2 separate regions of the Sus scrofa genome follow, and region 2 is linked to region 1. The links are chromatin contacts, called in public Hi-C maps. All regions are on one chromosome and are shown on one strand. The core of a region is the stretch at or near the end of the contact, and the rest is flanking DNA. Distances in the headings are between cores, read along the strand shown.

Region 1 (6,407 bases), core at 2,868-5,367:
TGATTGACTATGTCATTTATTGCCCAAACCCAGACACTTCTGGAAGGGAAAGGGTGCTCTGTTAAGACATTATACCAAGACCGCAGATACAATTGGACAGTCGCTGGTAACTCACCCTGTGTGGTCATACAAGTTAGGACCAGCAGTCTTGCTGACTGAAGTCTCAGAGGTTTCAGCATCTTTCAAGTCCCTTCAGCTCCCAGCCAAAGAAGAGCACAGGCTCTTTCTGATCCAATTTCTTTTTAATTGTATCAGAACATTTTCAACTCAGTGTTGCACATAGGTTTCCTGGAAGGCCATGTCAATATATTGTGAAATATCTGGATCTTTAGGTATTAGAATGTTGGAACATAATGAGTCCTATTCATCCCAAATCTTTAGAGTCCTGCAAGATAAACCGATTGGTTTCGATTCAAGGAACTTAACTGCCAGCTTCAATTAGCCAGGCTTCCTTAATATATTCTTTTCCTAACATAGTAGGAAACTTCAATAAATTATTATTTATAGAGTACTTATTAAAATGCTACAGGGAAATCTTTCCTGGAAACATCTCACTGTGTAACTGTAAATGATCAAGCCCTCGCTGGCTGATTGAGTGTTTGGGGACTAAAGTCAGATCCTAGGATCACAGCGATTCATGCCTAAAGGAGACCTCAGATGGCACCCATGCCATCTCCACATTTGATCTGTGAATCCCTTAACAACATCATTGCCATGTCGGTACCCAGGAGATAGTTGACGTGCTATGATGGAGGGACTCATTCCTACCCAAAGTAACCTTTTCTCTTGCTGGATGTCTTTGCAAGTTAAAAACTCACTTCTGGTTATAAGCGAAATCTGTTTCCCAAACTTCCATGCATCGAGACCTTCTTTCATGTGGGCTCCATTCCCTGACAAAATTCAGCTTTTTCAAGAGCTTTCTGCTCTGACTCCATGCCACTTTGTGGAGACCTGCACCATCGGAGACTGTGAGAAACAAGCACAGTCCACGAAGTGACAGAGTACAGCAAAGTGGATTATCCCCTGGACTCAGGCCAAAGGGCTTGAGTGTGAATCCTGGCCTCCACCTGTAACAAACAAAAGCATTTAACCTCTCAGAGACCTAGTTTTCCCATCTGTTCACTGGAGAATATTACTGGGTATCCACTTTTGGACGTTCCTGAAAGATTGTAAAAAGCAGTGTATGTAAAGTGCTTAGCATAGTGTCCTTCTGGCACGCGGTAAATGCTGGGTAGCCATTAGCACATGGAATCCCAGCAAATTGAGCCTGTAAGTTGTCCTGCAGTAGTAACATAAGTGGGCTAGGGGTTAGGAAGGTTAGGACTGGGCACTATTTGACCCAAAATACAGCTTCTTCAAAATACCCCATCAAGTATTCCTAGGTCTTTGTATTAAATGCTGAATGACTTTCCAGAGGGAATAAATCCTAGTAACTAAGAGTCAGAGCCCAGAACATCATATTCAGGCCTAGAAGTACATTGAATTGCCTGGACGGTTGTTGTTGGCATTATTTTTAATAGTAATGGAAAAAGAATCCTCGAGGGTTAAGAAATGGAATTTTTTTTTTTTTTGGAGTTCCCACTATGGTGCAGTGGGTTAAGAATCTGACTGTAGCACCTTGGGTCACTGCGGAGGTGAGGGCTTGATCCTGGCTCAGTACAGTGGATTAAGGATCTGGTGTTACTGCAGCTGTGGTGTAGGTCACAACTTCAGCTCATATTCAACCCCTGGCCTGGGAACTTCCATATGCATAGGGTAGAAGCTATTTAAAAAAGTGGGGGGAGGTGATGTGTGATGTTTTCTGAAAGCTCCTCAGGAGATTCTAATGTGCAGTCAGGTTAAGAACAGCAGATCTAAAATAGGTCTTTAAGGGTAAGAATCTGGGGCCCCTCAGAAAGCAGCTAAAAGTTCTTTAATCTCCACAGATTCAGTTTCCACATCTATAAAGCAGAAATACAAATAAAAGTCAATTTCTTGGAGTTCCTGTTGTGGCTTAGCCACTGAAGAGCCTGACATGGTGTTCATGAGAATATGGATTTGATACCTGGGTCTTACTCAGTGGGTTAAGGATCCAGCTTTGCTGCAAGCTGCAAGGTAGTTAGGTTGCAGATGCCACTCAGATTCCGTGTTGCTGTGGCTGTGCTATAGGCCTCAGCTTCAGCTCCAATTGGTCACCTGGCCCCAGAACTTCCATATGCTACAGGTACAGACATAAAAAATTAATTAATTAATTAAAATAAAGGAAAAGAAAAAAAGTCCCTCTCTTAGAAATCTGAAATAATACTTAAATGAAATAGACATGTGGAGAGAGCAGAGTTCTCACTCAGTATTTGTTCTAGATATCTCATTTTGGTAGGTAGCTTCTAGTCTTCCTCCATCCCCATCTATCCACTTGTCTCAATCTTTCAGCAGGTATCAAAGATGCTGAGCACTATCTTGACTATAGGCACAATCCAAGGTCCTAGACACCAGGATCTATCAAGAAACAGTTTCCTAACCTGGGTACATTTCAGGCTGATGGTTACCCAGTTTGGTTTATTTTTAATAATTAAGAATAACTTGTGGAGTTCTCATCATGGCACAGTGGAAACTAATCTGACTAGGAACCATGAGGTTGCAGGTTCGATATCTGGCCTTTCTCAGTGGATTGAGGATCTGGTGTTGCTGTGAGCTGTGGTGCAGACACAGACATGGCTCAGATCTGATGTTGCTGTGGCTGTGGTGTAGGCTGGCAGCTGTAGCTCCAATTGTACCTCTAGCCTGGGAACCTCCAATGCCATAGGTGTGGCCCTAAAAAGCAAAAAGGAGAAAAAAAAAGAATAACTTGTATTTTTCAAAGCATCAGGGTAGACATGGGTCCCCAGTGGCAGAGCCATTAGAAGAGATGACAGCAAATTTGTCAGCCTGAGTTATGGTTTACATGAGCACTGGAATCTTCTGGCCTGTATTGGTCACTTAAGTAGCTGCTCCAAGATGGGTAAAAGTGCTCTACATACTGGCTGGTCAAACTATAGTCCTCAGACAAGAGACATTGCATCACCTGGGAACCCACAAGAACTACACAAGGCCCAGTGAATCAGAAAGTGAGTAAAAATCCCCAGATGTGCACATTAAGTTTGAGAAGCATTATTCTTCGTTAAGAATTCATACCCAAGGTTTGTGAAATTTTCCAGAAACAACTTTCAACCTGCCACCCACACAACTGGGTTTATGCCTAGTTAAATTCTTAACACTTCCTTGAATCAAAGCCCTTTAAATCATTAGCTTTTCTCCACTTCTCCACCATCTGTAGCACTGGTTTAGCATGTAAGTCACTGTCTGGTTTGGATCTTAGTGGGACATAGCACCTGATATTTGCTTATTGGAGATCTCAAAACCAGTTGCTTACTCTAGTCACAGAAAGAGAGTCAGCTTTTGGCTCCCCCAGTTTCTCTCAGTGGTTGATATCACCTCTCTCTGATTTTTCACTCTAGGGTACTGTTATCTTTAGGGAGTTAGTGAATGTTGGAGCCTGAGTTCATATAGAAACAAAGAGAAGTCTGGACTTGTGTAATATGTGCTAACAGCTTTCTCTGAACAACAACAAAACAAAATCTCCAAAGTAAAGTCAGAGTTCGCCCCCATTTTAATTTGGCTTTATCATTAAAACATAATGAAATTCCTGATTTCACTGGATTCAAAGAGCTGGAGAAAAGATAGAGGGAAGTCAGTGGATAAAAACCTGGGGTGAGTCTTGAGTCTTGGGGTGTAATAGACAGCTATTATATTGACACACATGTGCACACACACACACACACACACACACCATCTATCATTATGGTAGAGAATATGGATCCAAAATTGCAAAAAACTGAGTCTCACCACTTCTCATCCCTGACCCCTGTGGGGCTTATATCTTAAAGGGAAACTGAATCAAATAACCACAGATACATACATTCTATCATAACAGTGATAAATACTTATAAATGAGAGATACAACATGAAAAGGAGATGGATCTGTTCAGGGAGCTTTCCCTGAAAAAGCAACAAAACTGAATTGTAGATATTATTAATCAACCCAAGGCGGGTATGACGGGGAGAGGGTGCCCAGCTGGTATTGAGTCCTGTGACCAGTGGGCGGGGGGCTGGGGAGAAAGTGAAGCCTTTTGAGGAACTGAAACAAGCTGGAGTGAGTGGAGCCCGGAGAAGGGAGGAGGGGAAAGGAGGATGGAAACCCTGAGTCTGAGGGATTTGGTCTTCATTCTAAAAGCATGGGAAGCAATGGAGGGTTTCAAGCAAGGGACAAGGAGGCCATAGGCATGCTCCCGAAAGAATGGTCTTTCTGCCGAAGTGAAGAACATATTGGAGAGGAGCAATGGAGAATGTGAGAAGCAAACAGTTAGGGGTTCATTGCAGTCCCTGAAGGGAGGGAACATGGTGCTTGGACTGTGAAGGTGATGGGAACAATGCCTAGAGGTGGGATGTCCCAAGAGAAGGGTAGGTAGTAAAATGAAAGGACTCCAATTAGCTTGGCAGGCAGGAGCAAGGAAGAGGGAGGTGTCAAGGATGATAAATAGTTTGTGAAACTTGGGTGCTGTTCTCTTGATGGGGAGCAAAGAGCTGGGCAAATACCAGATTGGGAGGCTGGAGTTTTCATGAGTTACATCTTGGACATTTTGAGTTGGAAGCCTTCCCTGACCTCCCTGACAAGAGATATGCAGACAGAGATATGCCTTCCCTGCCTTCCCCGACTCCTCATCTGGAGTTTGGATGGGAGTTCTAGGCTGGAGGAAGATATTTTGTAATAATAATTTAAAGATATGTAAATAGCAAACTACCATTTATTGACTATTTACTCAGTACCGAGGCTAAACATCTATTATTTAATTTAATCTGTACAGGACTCTTATGAAAAGACTGATCCTCCCCATGTTACAGATGAGGAAGAGGAGGCTATACTGCCCAGGCTCTGAACCACTGTGTCACACTGCCCCCTGCTGAGCACCTACTAAGTGCCAGGCTCTTAGAAAACACTGGTGTTGAAGACATTCAAAAGAAGCTTGCATTTTGGTAAGGAGAGTTCATGGATTTATGTGTCTCCCAGAGCAGATTGAAGGGGGAGACACTCCAAGGTAGGGAGTTCTGCCATTTTCCAGTTACACTGCCATGCACCTCTAAGTTGCATCCCACTTGTGTTCACATGCACAAGTACCTAGCAAACCTGTACGCACCTGGGAAAAGCTTTCTCTCTGGTCTTCTTTCTTAACTTGTTCAACCAAGAAAAAAATGTTTTCTTCTGATCCCTGACTTTTGGCTTCTCAAGGGCAGGGAGGTTAAATAAGGTTTTCACCAGGCTTCCACTTAGCATCATACTCCATCAGCCTTCAATTTCGAGGTCTTAGACGCACAGGAGGGAAGGGAGCCTGACATAGCACTGTCCTTCTGTAAGATAGACTAAGGCTGAATCTGTTATAAGTAGCTTCCTCTGTTTACCTGTCTGTGCATTGCTCTGAGGACTGCAAAAGTGACACTCCTAAAACGAGCTATGAAATGGAGATTGACCACAGCAGGAAAAAGAGCGTTTACATAAAATGATCCCTTTGAGCGTGTTCCGCTTTTGCCCAGACAGTGAACCTAAACATGGAAGAATTTCACTGCTCCCATTACCCAGAAGAGTTTGTGGTCTGAAACTGGGAAATTTTCCATGGTTTACATGGAATGGAACATATGGATCAGTACTAACATACATCACTCTTAAATCTTTGTTTCTTATTATTTTAGTAACAATAGTATTCGTGAAGCTTAAGCAATGGGGTCTGTGTGTGTGTGTGTGTGTGTGTGTGTGTGTGTGTATGTACGTGTAGGTACAGGAAAAATAAACGCATTTTCAATGATCGACTTCAGATTTAACTACAGTTCAATTTTATCCATGATCAAATGCTTTTGACTGTTTGAAATAATATCAGTTTCCTAATTCAAATTCCTGGGATCAGGATGAGGGATGAGAGTAGCCAGTTTTAACATGAAGTGAAGACATCTCAAGCAATAGAGACTATTGCTATGTTTTATTCCTATAAACACTTTAAAAGTTTTCTTCTTTTTAGTTAGTCATGCTTTTCGTGTACTGTAGTTTTCCTTAAAGTTATATCCCCAGACATGAAAGAAACGATGTTTGGAGCATCTTCTAGAGAATTTAGAACAATGACGTCTTTGAGCATGTAATCACTCTCGAGGACTCTCTGAGGTTACTGGTTTTCAGCAAATGACTTAAGAACACTATAAACTCAAGCCCAAAGAAGAGCACCTTATTTTGAACATATTTTTTTTCCAGAAATCTTGTTACAATTTATTTTTAGCTCAAAGAGCAAAATGTATCCATTAAAAATCTTTTGACTATTAATGGAATAGAAAATGGGGACCTGCCCTAT
Region 2 (6,407 bases), core at 1,161-3,660, 700 kb before region 1:
TGACCAAAACCCAAGACAGAGGCACAGGGACAAAGAGGAACGCAGCCCCCCAGACAAAACCCCCGAATTCTCGAGATGGTGGCAGGATGCCCGCAGAAGAGCAGGAAGCTCGGACCTGCAGAGCTGGTGCTCAAGGAATCCTACGGCCTCAATGGGTCACCTTCCTGAGGCTCAGGTTAGGTCCTCGACAGCAAGAGTGAGACGTCTAGACCCGATGGGACACAATGAGGGTGCAGACCCGCGCGGCTGTCTCGGTGCGCTCACAGAAGCCCGCAGTGTCCGCGGGAAGGAGGGCGCTGCCGGCTGGGGTTCCGGGGCACCGGGAGAACCCAGGGCGTTTGTCTGGCCCTGGCCGCCGGCAGTCCGAGCCACAATCTGCGTAGACCCAAGACGGCCGACAAAGCGTGGCCTCGAAACGTTTCCCTGCTTAGCCGCGCGATCCGAGTGCTCTCTCGCTGCGTGAGAACGAGGCAGGGACGGGGAGGATGAGTGTCCGCAGCGCCCAGCTTCGAGCAGGGGCGGGGCAGCGGCACGGCCCAGAATTTCCCTGGAGACAGCCTAATTGTTTCTGCGGAGAGCACGCTTCTCGCAGAGGGATGAAGACGGGCTTTTCCAGCAATGCAGTTGTTGATCCAAACCTTTCAGTCCAAGTTTTAATTAAAATATATTCATTTTATTAAAAACAGGCGGCCCACGACCGCTACTCTCTCCAGCCACACCGAGAGCGCAAGAGAATAGTTTTCACATTAATCGGAGGCAAATATTTTACCTTCTAACACTTAAAAAAATATCTGGCTGCGTCTGCATTGGTGTGCCCACCTGACACTTACACGCGGCGTCGATCGTGCCGGTCCTGCAGAGGCAGCAGCCTGGACACACTCACCCAGTGCGCGCTTCTCCTGCCCTTCACTGCGCGCGCCCAAAGCTGAAGAGCAGAAGGCGACGCGGGAGGCGGGTCGGGTCTCCGCGTCCAGCGAATTTGCGGTTTCTCCGTTTCTTTGCCCGGGCCGGGGTTTTGGGAGCTCATATTTCGGGCCATCCTGGACCAGATAGAAAAGCGCGCAGAGCGGGAGCCCTGTCTCAATGCCTTTAGTACGGTACGCTCCGGGGTCCCCGTCTGCGCTTAGCGGAGGTTTCTCATTGCACAGCTCTGGGGCCCCTGGCTGGAGCATTTCCTCTTTCGGCCCTCGGCCTAACTCTGCCTAGGAGTTTCCAGCTCAAGGAGCTGCCGCCGGGCATCTCCCCACCCCCGCCCCCACCCCCAGCTGGGGCACAGAGTTCCATGGGGGACATCAGCGCGGAAATCGCGACTGAGTCCGAGAACCGAACCGAGAACCTGTGCGTGGCCCCAGAGGAACCTGTCCTGAGCTCCGGTGCGCACACAGCCTACTTTCTGGGCCAGGTTGAATTGGGCGTGTTGGGGAGACCCAGTTGGGTCTCAGGCGTCGGCCGAGCCTTTCTGCTGCGGGTCCCGCGGTTCAGCGCGCCTTTGCGCGAAGTGGCCACTTGGGGTCGCACTTTATGCCTGTTTGAGCCTCTCCACCTTGGGCTGACGCCGGGATCTGCTTAATCGTTACAAAACGTTCAAACAAAAACAGGGCCGGATTCGCAGCAGCCAAGAGCCACCCGGAGCACCGTCCTGGGCTGGCCTCAGCCCCCAGCCTCGGCGAATTCAGGGTTCCGTGCATTTGCCTGGGAGAGGGCTTCTGAGCCTTTGGGCCGATTCCTTCCCAGCTCCCTTCATCTTGTGCATTTGTGGGTGGGGTGAGCAGGGAGCTGCGCGGCCAGCGGAGTTCTAAATCCGGGCCCGGGCACTGCACCCTCCAGGAGGGGGGCAGACCCTGCTTGGCCCGAGGAGGTTAAGAGTTGGATCTGAACACAACTCTTGGAGCCCCGACCTCGCCCCCCCACCCCACCCCGCAACACACAAACGCGAGCAGATCTGTAGAAACACAGCCTTGCACCGCATACACCGGCCCGAGACCCAGCGGCACACGGAGCGTCCCCCACTGGGCGGGGGACGCTAGGGAACAATGGGCCAGAGAGGTGCCATCCCGGCGCTCATTCTGAGCCTCCTGGGGGTTGATATGGGCTGGTGGGAGGGGAGGGGGCACAAGGGTAAAGAAGGAGGAGAGCGCGCGAAGGGGTGGATAAGGTGGGGGGGGGGCACCGAAGAGCTGGCGGAGACCAGGACTCCGAGGGGGTGGGGGCTGGGCCCGGGCCGGCGGTCCCACTTGGCTCCAGCCCTCCGCCAGGCCTCAGCGGCTCTTCGGCTGCTCGCGCCGCCAGTCAGCTGACACTGGGGGCGGAGGAGCTGTCAGGCGCGCCCCGCCCTGCGCCGCCGGGCCGTGGGGCCCGTGCAGCCATTGGCCAGCGCTCTGGGCCGCCCGGGCCCCCGCGCCCCAGTGACATCAGGGAGGCGATAAAAGGCAGTGGCGGCGCCGGATCCCGCACAGCTGCACCGCCGGGCTGCGAGCGGCTGCGATCGAGAGAGACCAACAGCAAGAGAGCTAGAGAGCGAGCCGCGGGCGCTCGCCCGGCGCCTCCCCTCGGTTCAGCCCCCGCGTCCCGCTCGCTTCTCCACCCCTCCCAGGCCGTCCCGGCCCCGGCGCGGCCACATCCCTGAGCTCTGGGGCGGCGCAGGCAGCCTCGGGACTCTCCGGCGCGCCGCCGCGTCCCCAGACAAAGGCTTGGCCGGCGGCCCCGGCCCGCTGAGCCCTCGGCTCCCCGCCTCCCGGGCTCGCCGCTCTTCGCCCCCGCTCCCGGCTCGGCGCGTCCCGGCCGGTCGCAAAGTTTCCCGGGCGGCAGCGGCGACTGCGCCTCGCGTGAGCGATGGCCGCGGAGCTGAGCATGGGGCCCGAGCTGCCCACCAGCCCGCTGGCCATGGAGTACGTCAACGACTTCGACCTGCTCAAGTTCGACGTAAAGAAGGAGCCGCTGGGGCGCGCGGAGCGCCCGGGCCGGCCCTGCACGCGCCTGCAGCCAGCTGGCTCGGTGTCGTCTACACCTCTCAGCACGCCGTGCAGCTCGGTGCCCTCGTCGCCCAGCTTCAGCCCCACCGAACAGAAGACCCACCTCGAGGACCTGTACTGGATGGCGAGCAACTACCAGCAGATGAACCCCGAGGCGCTCAACCTGACGCCCGAAGACGCGGTGGAGGCGCTCATCGGCTCGCACCCAGTGCCACAGCCGTTGCAGAGCTTCGACGGCTTCCGAGGCGCGCACCACCACCATCACCACCACCACCCACACCCGCACCACGCTTACCCGGGCGCCGGTGTGGCCCACGACGAGCTGGGCCCGCACGCGCATCCACACCATCACCATCATCACCAAGCATCGCCACCGCCGTCCAGCGCGGCCAGCCCCGCGCAGCAGCTGCCCACCAGCCATCCCGGGCCTGGGCCGCACGCGGCGGCCACCGCGACGGCGGCTGGCGGTAGCGGCAGCGTGGAGGACCGCTTCTCTGACGACCAGCTCGTGTCCATGTCCGTGCGCGAGCTGAACCGCCACCTGCGGGGCTTCACCAAGGACGAGGTGATCCGCCTGAAGCAGAAGCGGCGGACCCTGAAGAACCGGGGCTACGCCCAGTCGTGCAGGTATAAACGCGTCCAGCAGAAGCACCACCTGGAGAATGAGAAGACACAGCTCATTCAGCAGGTGGAGCAGCTTAAGCAGGAGGTGTCCCGGCTGGCCCGCGAAAGAGACGCCTACAAGGTCAAGTGTGAGAAACTCGCCAACTCCGGCTTCAGGGAGGCGGGCTCCACCAGCGACAGCCCCTCCTCTCCCGAGTTCTTTCTGTGAGTCGTGGCCGGTCCCGGCCCCCGCCCTTGCCCTGGCCCGGACTCCCCGTCCCGTGTCCCCAGCCCTGGACTCCCCCGGACCCTGTCCCTGCCACAGCCCCAGCCTTGACCTGTTTGACTTGAGGGAGAGGGAGGAAGGGCGCGCGGGACGCAGGCGACGGGAGGGCGCGCGGGCAGGCAGGGGACCTTGGCCAAGGCGAGAGCGGCGCGTGCCAGCGCCGCCTCCTAGACTCGAGCAGAGCCAGAGAGAGGCGAGGTGGTGGGAAGTCCCAGAGCAACTTTTCTCCAGGCTGGAGGGCGGCAAGGCATAGTCGCGAGGAGTCGCCAAGGCCGTCTGGAGACTCCTGGCTTCCTGAACTTTGCGCGTTAAGGCTAGCCCAATGCCTCGCGGTCCGGAGCCCGGTCCAGCCCAGCAAGAGAGCAGCGAAGAGAGGAGAGGAGAAGGGACCCTGGCGTCCCTGCAGACGCGAGGCGAGGCTGAGCGAAAGAAGGACAGAGGAGTCTGTCTGTCTAGGGTCCGGAGAACACTGGCTCTCAGCCTCTAGACGCGGGCCTCAGTTAGGACGTTCTGCGCGCAAATCTCATCAGTTTTATTGCCTGCTCGATTATATAGAAAAAAATACGAAAATCTGCATTAAAAATATTAATCCTGCATGCTGGACATGTATGGTAATAATTTCTATTTTGTACCATTTTCTTGTTTAACTTTAGCATGTTGTTGATCATGGATCATAACCCCCTTGTTTCTTTGAGTGAGAAGGGATCGCAGTTCGGAAACTCCGGCGGCTGCTTGCCGGGTTTCAGTCTCTCGGCTGTCGGCTTGTAAATACCCGCCCCGCCAAACCGCTTAGAGAACGTGGCAGCAAGCTGTCTTTGTTTGGGTTTATTATTATGCTCCCCTTTTTTTGTAAGTAAAAAAGAAAACTTCTGGGTATTTGCATCAGAAAAAACAACTTCGTCTTGGGGCACCCTTGGAAGTTGTGTTTTCTCCCCTTTCAGTGCCCCCTTTCAGTGCTCTTTTTCTCCCGTTTTAGTTTTCAATTTTGTGTTGAGAGAAGGAGGACAGAGGTCCCAGCTCCCGAGTACCAGGGTCTCGCAGCTGCAGAGTTTCAAACCCTGAAGGTCCGGGAGGGAGCATCCTTGTGTCACCTGGTCTTAGGGCTAAATTGACATCCCCATGAAGAAAGGAAAGGAAAACAGATCTTGTTTACTTTTTATTGCAACCGGAACACCCTACGGTCCCTATGAAACCCTCCAGGCCTCCACTAATTACTGGGGCTGAAATATTCTTAGGGTGAGTGTCTTCACCAGCCCAGACTGCCCAGCGGTGACCTGAACTTGTGTTGAACCAACCGCTGCAGTCAGAAAGATGGAGAAACCCAAACTTTGGCAAGTAATTTTGCAACTTTCAAGTGCGTTCTTTAGACCAATATGTTATGTGCGTTTCTTTCCCTGCTTTTGAGATAGCGGGCGAGTTATTGGTGGTGTCCCCCCCCCCTTCAGTTGTATAGTAGTTATAGGGAAGATCTGGGTGTTTTTCTTTATTATTACTTTTTTTTTTCCTGCAGGTCAGTAAAAGGATTTAAGTTGCACTGACAAAAATACCAAAATGAAAGCGTATTTTTTAGTTCTCATTTGAAATTTGCTGGCGCTGCTGGCCGGATGCATTTTTGAGTTTGTATTAGTTGATAAATTAACAGTAATAACAAGATTGTATGATCCGCATGGTGCTTGCAGTTTTAAATATTGTGGATATTCGTCCTGCATCAGAAACGAGCTTTGGTTTTTACGGATTCAACTGTGTTGAAATCAAATTTGCCGCAACAGAAATTGTTTTTATTTCCTGTAAAATAAGGGATCAATTTCAAACCCTGCTTATGATATGAAAACATTAAAACCTAGTCTATTGTAGTTTTATTCAGACTGGTTTCTGTTTTTTGGTTATTAAAATGGTTTCCTATTTTGCTTATTAAAACCATGGAAATGGTGTTTATTTAGAGGACTCGGCGTTTGCCTGACTTTTCTTCTCCAGCCTCTTCTAGAGTTGCACTCCCCACTCCCACCAATGGAGAAACAGACCAAGTCTGGGCAAATCTCTCCCTTTCGTGTTTGAGTGTGTGTGTGTGTACTTGAGCCTCAAATGTGTTTTCTGCTTCTCGCCCTAGGTACAGACACCGGTTCAGGAGCCGGTTTGTGAGCGGAGAAAGGGCAGAACTTTCAGGTTTGGGCATCAGGACTGGTCTGCTAGCCTGCTGGCTCTGAGGTTGGTCGAACCTAGGAAGCCTGAAGTTGCTGCCATCCTGATGGGGAAGCAGGGTGTTTCTGGCAGTCAGGCGCCCTGGCCCTGTCAATCTGGTCCTCCTGCGTGGGGGATCTGCTGGGGGCAACCAGAGTTGCCCTTGAAAGCCCTCTCTGAGTGGAGTCCTAGCCGATCCCCCACCCCAGGAAGCAAGTGGAATCCAGCAGGAGGTCTTGGAGTGTAAGCGAAGTCCATCCTTGCGGACCTGTTTTCTGCCACTCAGGCCTTCAGCCCTACAGAAGGGCACTGCGTAATCAGACCAGGATTTTGATGACTCCCCAAATCAGGGGTCGGTCGAAGGGGGT

What was found. Hi-C and Micro-C count contacts between places; a contact is called where the count stands out from the background.
Region 2: a contact with region 1 is called in a Hi-C map of retroperitoneal adipose tissue, with 1.9 times the contacts expected there. The contact joins the promoter of MAFB here to the enhancer-like site in region 1. A contact is called at or near these places in 1 of 5 promoter capture datasets (fetal skeletal muscle), 10 of 47 Hi-C or Micro-C datasets (heart right ventricle, mesenteric adipose tissue, omental adipose tissue and 4 more) and 1 of 2 datasets of contacts at active chromatin or transcription factors (skeletal muscle).

Annotation. Positions count from the first base shown.
Region 1 is chr17:42,711,396-42,717,802 of Sscrofa11.1, reverse strand. No RefSeq gene overlaps it. Among named protein-coding and RNA genes, the nearest start is that of MAFB, 700 kb to the left of the region's middle. Within about 2 kb of position 4,117, at least 3 of the 83 cell types and tissues checked have an H3K27ac peak or open chromatin away from gene starts, as enhancers often do. A contact at or near this core is called in retroperitoneal adipose tissue, where this site is marked.
Region 2 is chr17:43,407,785-43,414,191 of Sscrofa11.1, reverse strand. MAFB (transcription factor MafB) reads left to right here and starts at 2,410. Exons shown (of 1, transcript XM_013985377.2): 1 at 2,410-5,802. The coding sequence starts at 2,833. The coding sequence ends at 3,804.